Regions from separate parts of the Mus musculus genome. Here region 1 is linked to region 2. A link is a contact called in public HiChIP or PLAC-seq data. All regions are on one chromosome and are shown on one strand. The core of a region is the stretch at or near the end of the contact, and the rest is flanking DNA. Distances in the headings are between cores, read along the strand shown.

Region 1 (3,067 bases), core at 253-2,752, 320 kb before region 2:
AATAATATGCCAAATTACTAACAAAATAAACAACTTCTTTACTTTCCATCAAAAAAACGACTAGTTCACTGTATCCTGTGTTTTCTGTAACTATAGCCTATAATCTACAGCAATTAGGCCAGATAGAAGTTCTCGGTGTGTGGCCCTGGACCTGCAGCATCCCGTGGGAACTTGTGAAAAATGCATGTGCCTAAGTCCCAGCCTAGAGCTAATGTGTCAGAAGCTCTGGGTGGAACCAGTTCCATGTTTCAGCAAACTTTCCTGATGAGAATTAGCAAGTGAGGGGGGGGGTTTCTATTTTATTGATATGAATTCTGGAACACAAGACATTTAAGCCATATTCTCAGCACTACGCAATTGGATGTGGGTCAGGGCTTCATGTGTCCTAAGTCTTTTCTCATCATACCTTGGGTATGCTGTGTGATAGGCAGCGGTTCCCTTGGTGACCTGGGTCAAGAATCTAGGTAAGTGGGAAATACTCTATTGTGAAAGAATTCAGATTTCAAGATGAATAAGAACATATGGCTTAACACAATTGTGTGGCCAAGTTTCTGTCTGTAAAATACTTGAACCAATGACGTTATAACCCAAAATGTTAAATTAAAATGCCAAGTGAGTGGTGGAAAAGAGGGGATGGAGCCGGGAGCTCTAGGGAGAGTCTTGCTTCTGTCATGTGATCCACTGAGCTGTGGGCCATGACAGGTCCACACTAAATGATCTCTCAGAATAAGCAGAGAATCTCAATTTGTGAATGGGCTATTACAACTTTAAAATATTAGCTCTTGAACCATAACTTATTATTGAATGATAACTTAGTTAAAAAAAAAACCCAAGCTGATCAAAACCAAAGTGGGTCAAGACTTATGGATTTCACTTGTAGAATGCCATTTTGTAAGCGCTGGTTGAGAAATCCTCATAACATCTGATGAAGCTGGATGAAAAGGCTAAAGGGATGTAAGGTTTACAGAAAGATGTGTGTGAGGACAGACGTGGGAAATTGAATTCACAGAGCTGTGCTAAGCGATTCCTTTATCAGACGTACGCCCCAGCATCTGCTTTTATTAATCCTGTGTTTGAAGCAGTGTTTCATAATATCTCCGTGCTTATATAATCATCATTGAGATGCGACATCAGACCCTGGTTTCATGAGTGACTGTCAGCATGTTGGGAAATTGCCTTTTGTGGTGTATGTCATGTTCAAATGGGCACCATTTTAAATTTTCATTGAGAAAGCCACTCTGTAGACTAAAAACCATTCAGAGGAAGCAGGTTTGGAAAGGTTACTGCAAAATCCATCTCAACGGCAAACAGAAGTGATTTTAAATGCCTGTTATTTTGGAAGCAGTTCAAAGTTGTTCTTTCCATTGTAAATGGCGTTAAAGTGCTCTGCAGGGGCAGTATTACTTTTTTCTTGGCCCTCTGCGCTCCAGTAATGGCTCTTCTACGCTGAAGGCACAACAGTATGAGTCAGGAAGTTATGTACAGTATATGGGAGACAGCAGGGGAGACGTGGGAGGGGAGGGAGGTCATATGGTAAGTATATAGACGAGGAGCTGGGGTGTGGGCTGTGTGCATGAGAATGCCAGCCAAGCCAGGGAACAGCTGGGAAACCTGGTCTGGATTAGGTGGTCATTCCACAAACTTTTCCAAGGAATCACATAAGGAGAATATTACATTTTAATTAGAGCTGGGATTGCTCCAGAGAAAATAGTGGGGAAAGAGGGCGGTTTGGTGAACACGCTGCTTTTGAGTTTGGCTGGGTCCCTGAATCACAGTTAACCACTTAGTTGCCTCTAGCAGCACACTGCATATCACAGTGGGGCTTGTGACTGAACAGATGAGCACCTGGGGCTCCTGCCCAGCACGAGCACGGGACTGTCACTGGAAAAAGTCAGACATGGAATACTTCTATGTGGGAGGGACCAGAAAGGCCATATGACCCCTCTTTGCTTTTAATGTATATTTCAATTGGGAATGTTTGACTCACTTTTATGACTTTTGGCATATATTTAGTGTGTTTCTGAAATATCTGGTTAATAAATAAGCAAAGGAAGCAGATCACTGCAAAACAATGTGATGAAAATTAGTAATTTCTTCAAACTAATATTGTTCCATTTCATTTTAGGAGAAATATGTGCCAAGAAATAAAATGGTTCATATGTTTAATCCCCTCTTAATACAAATCAAATGCTTTTTTAAAAAAAAGCTGGTGATTTGTTTATATTTTAGGTTAGCATCTATCAAATTAAATAATTAAATTTAATAAGTATAATATTAATAAAAAAGCAGTAAAAACTATGAAAGAAATGTTTCTTAAAACTTTGTGATAGTTTTTCCCTTTTGTTTTTTTTGCTATTGTTTAGCAATTAGTTATTGTACATTTATTGAGCTCTAACTGTATACTATACACTCTTGGAGGGTCTATGGGAGTATTAGAAACCACTCTTCTTAAAGAACTGACTTCCAAGAGACAAGGCATGGATAGAGCCTTAATATGTTAACAGCATTATCAACAATGATTTATACCATCACAAACAGCTGATAAACTGGTTCAGAAGGAAGCACTGTGGTCTCTGAAGGTAGAGGAAGCATGATGGCTTCCTGAGGGGGAGGCAGAGCTGTGTTAGACAATGAAGGCCGGGGAGAGCAAGAGAAAGTGCAGAGAGTGGGTGGGGGAGCCAGCAGAGTGGGCTGTGCTGGGTAAGATCCCAGGAAGGCATTTTGAGTATTCAAAAACCATCATGGCTTGGCAAAGGCTCCTGGAGTGAGGTGAAGTCACTTCCGGGAAGGTGACGTTCGACAGGAACTAGTGGCCCGAGTGCCTGGGATATTGGTAAGTACGGGTGGCCCGGCTTTCTCTATGGAACAATACACAAGTGAACAGAGTCCGAAGCTAGAAACGAAACATCGCAGCAGCATGCACTCTAAAGCCACTCCTGGAATCATGAAGATAAGAGAGTCACCACTTGCAAGGAATTCTTGGCTGATTTTTGTTTTTCAAATAGGGTCTTAATGGATATATGTATCCATTTGGATATAGTGTTCATTGTGATGTCTAGATTCCTTC
Region 2 (3,308 bases), core at 422-2,921:
ATAAAAATAAAATAAGAAACAAAAACCCACTCCAGAGACAGTGAGCCCTCTGAGTTACCGACCCAGAACAATTCTGCAGACATCAACTGGTCCTCCATTTTGAAATGAGAGTGATTCCATCCTTAATTACTAAAAACACCTTTCTACAAACATATCACCTATTGTTCACAAGTATTTGTACAGCCAACACTGTTATACTGGAATATCTGGGCAAACAATAAGGATTTGTCGATAAGCACGTTGGGGACTATGGCCCACCGCCATGTGCAGTCTTATGCGCAATGCGGCAGATTGTCTAAGGTTTCAATGTTTCCCTATGTGTTCCTGAAGGAACAGGAAATAGGGGTTTCAAAGTGCATCGTCAAATGCCATCCAAAATTTTGGGGAGTGAAACAACATTATGTTCTGCAAAGATTTTCTTTTTCTTTCTTTCTTTTTTTTTCCTGTGTGTTTGGTTCAGTAGTTTCGAAATAAGGGAAATATTGCAGTATGGTGTTTATTGGAAAATGGAAAAAAAAACACAACGCATTTGGAAAGCAAAAAGATCTACTCTTTCATTACTCTGACAAATGAGAAACACACGCGATGTTTGAACGCCGAAATGCCTCACATTTCTCAAATATCTATTGGGTTTATCCTAAAACCTGTACCAGATTTTCTGATATTACTTCCCATAGCAAACATCCATTTGTGACATAAAATAGTCCAAATTCACCTGACACATTATCAGATGCAGGAAGAACCTAGCTTGGGTTATTATTACCATTTTCCCCTTAAGAATTAGAGAAATGTTTTTAAATAATTAAAGCGTCTTTATACACAAGGCCCAATAAAATATAGATCCTAAAAATTGGCCTCACCCATGAAAGACATCCTGAATACACCGAAGTCTCCCCACCCCCACCCACGACCCAACCCTCGAAAAACACCTGTTAACCTAGGGTAGTTCTGACCACCATCAAACCACAGAAACACGGTATTCTATACCATACGAAACCTTTACTGACCCCACCCCTCACCCCCCAGCCCCAGCCAAGCTGAGGAGTCCAGAAACCATTTTCACATTCTTCTTCACAGGGCGGATTGGGGGAGGGGAGCTCGGGATCTGCGGGTTTCCAAGTCAAGGGATCTCTGAGGGGGTGGGGTGAGGTGAGAGACACGAAGGAGTCCCCAATGCACTTTTGAGCCTAGCAGGACCCTACCTCGAGCCCCAAGGGACATACTTTAGGGACGAGGATGCAGAGAGCGATCCCCAGGTTCTTGAATAACGCGGGGAGCTGGGGAAGTGGCACCCATTGCCCGAGGCGGTGGAGCGGGCAGCTCCTGCGCCAGCAGGGTGGCTCTTACCCGGAGGGTGCCGAACTGCGGGCGGTCGGCCCGGACTGTGGCTGGAATCCATCCGGCGCTGCCCGGCTGCGCTCACCATCCTCGGCAGGTTTGGGCTCATGTTGCTGGAGGGATCGGGTAGGAAGCTCGGGACCAGGGTTGAAGCAGGCGGTCGGCTCCCTGCTGGAGTGTGAGAGGCGGCTGGTGGCTCGGCGCCCGGGGCTCCTTCCGGGCTCCCCGCCGGCTCTGGAAGCGGCCGCAATCGCGACCGGGGGCGAGCTGCGGTGGAGTCGCGGCGGGAGCCCAGGCCGCTGCGGACCACGCGATCCCGCAGCCGGCGACTAGAGCCCACCTCTGCAGAGACAAAGGTTAGAAAAAGAGGGGGTGAGGCTCTGGGAAAGCAGAATGCGGGGGCAAATTCGCCTGGGAAATCAGGAAAAAGGCCGTGAAGGCGAGCGGCGCCTGCACATGACCAGCCGCAGCCAATGACGACCGCAAATAGGTCATAAAAAGGTCTATTACCAAGTTGTAAATTTTCTTCAAACAAAAAGGAATTTACTGCAATTCCTTGCGGATTTTGCACATACAGCTCGCGAGCGCCATGTTTTTCCTCTTCTCTTTCTCTCTCTCTCTCCTCTCTCTCCTCTCTCTCTCTCTCTCTCTCTCTCTCTCTCTCTCTCTCTCTCTCTCTCCTTACTACCTCTCCTCTTTTTATCTTCTTTTCTTTTCCTTTCTCTTCGGAATCCCTTTCCTCTCTTCTCTCTCTCTCTCTCTCTCTCTCTCTCTCTCTCTCTCTCTCTCTCTCCTCTCTGTGTGTCAGTTCTCTCTCGTTCTGTCTCTGTCTGTCTCTGTGCCTCCCCCCCCCTCTTTCACACACACACACACACACACACACACACACACACACACACACACGCACGCGCGCACGCACCACACCTTTTCTAGGAATTACTGGGCATTTTTGGTTTTGTTTGGCTCAAAACGTCTGTGCAATTGGCCGCCATGTGGGAGGGAAATGAGACCAGGCAGTGCTTAAGCTCCGGGGATGTCATCCCACAGCGCCTCCCCCAGTCCCAAGTCTGCCCCCCCCCCCAACGTTGGTCACTTGGCTACTCTCTTCCTCTCCCTCACAAAAAAACACTTGTCCAGAAGGAAAGCAGGCACTCTCAGTTTTTACCCGCTCATTTCAGGAAAGCCACATCCCAATACTTTACCCAGAAAACGGGGCTGTTTAGGCCAAGAGAGCACATTCATTTGCCACTTGGCTCCAACTTAAATTAGGGTCCCTCCCGCCTCCTACGTGTTTCTGTGGTGGGGGAGCAACCACTCATCCCAAAGGCTGTGAATGGTTTGGGATACTTGTCTACCTCTCTGAAATACCATTTTGAGCACCCACGATTGGGCTTTTAATCTATTGCCACAGAAAGGAAATTCCCCCCCCCCCCCATCCCTCACTTTAGGTCCTCGATCAATTCTTGCTTATTGGGGAAGTTAGTACTAGTCCTCTCTGCTCTTTCTTCAATCATTTCAGCCCCTGGCCTCCATGTTTGACCATTGAAAAACGCTCAATGCAGCTCTGGGAAGGGAAGGAGTTTTATCTGTTCTTGAAAAGAACAATCTAGGAAAAAAAAAATTCCTCAAAGGTTGGAGTGGTATCACCTTTGTATTGTCAGTGGGAAGCTCTCTGGGGAGCTCACCTGAAAGTCAATGGTATTGCAGGTTCCTCTCAGGAGCACTGCGACCAGAGCCTGCCTGACAGGGACCACTATCCTGCTCAGTCATTTTCAGAACAGTCTAGCAAGGTGTTTCTGAGTATCCGCATTAGATGTTGGAGCTCTAAGTTACTAGTGGAGATGAACTGAAGCATAGCGCCCCTTTGTGCAGGTCATTTGTATCCTAAGAGAAAGTTCTCATGAACTTGGATAATTTTAATTAAAGGGTTTCTGCCACCATCTGTCAGCAAAATTCTTAATTCTTGAAAA

What was found. HiChIP or PLAC-seq counts read pairs in DNA pulled down with a chosen protein or histone mark.
Region 1: an H3K4me3 HiChIP or PLAC-seq map of embryonic limb bud shows a contact between it and region 2, with 4 times the contacts expected there. The contact joins the enhancer-like site here to the promoter of Hoxd3 in region 2. A contact is called at or near these places in 10 of 39 promoter capture datasets (the C10 cell line, the HPC-7 cell line, cancer-associated fibroblasts and 4 more), 13 of 484 Hi-C or Micro-C datasets (the BV-2 cell line, Th2 cells, adipose-derived mesenchymal stem cells and 6 more), 16 of 115 datasets of contacts at active chromatin or transcription factors (the NIH/3T3 cell line, cardiomyocytes, craniofacial prominence and 11 more) and 3 of 9 other capture datasets (adipose tissue, embryonic stem cells and liver).

The regions. Positions count from the first base shown.
Region 1 is chr2:75,028,011-75,031,077 of GRCm38.p6, reverse strand. No RefSeq gene overlaps it. Among named protein-coding and RNA genes, the nearest start is that of Gm46748, 32 kb to the left of the region's middle. Within about 2 kb of position 1,502, at least 18 of the 459 cell types and tissues checked have an H3K27ac peak or open chromatin away from gene starts, as enhancers often do. A contact at or near this core is called in the NIH/3T3 cell line, craniofacial prominence and embryonic limb bud, where this site is marked.
Region 2 is chr2:74,710,356-74,713,663 of GRCm38.p6, reverse strand. It overlaps Hoxd3 (homeobox D3), which reads right to left and starts at 1,671. Exons shown (of 3, transcript NM_010468.2): 1 at 1,348-1,671. It overlaps Gm38462 (predicted gene, 38462), which reads left to right and starts at 1,606. Exons shown (of 2, transcript NR_164327.1): 1 at 1,606-1,694. All of the region lies in intron 2 of Hoxd3os1 (homeobox D3, opposite strand 1), which reads left to right.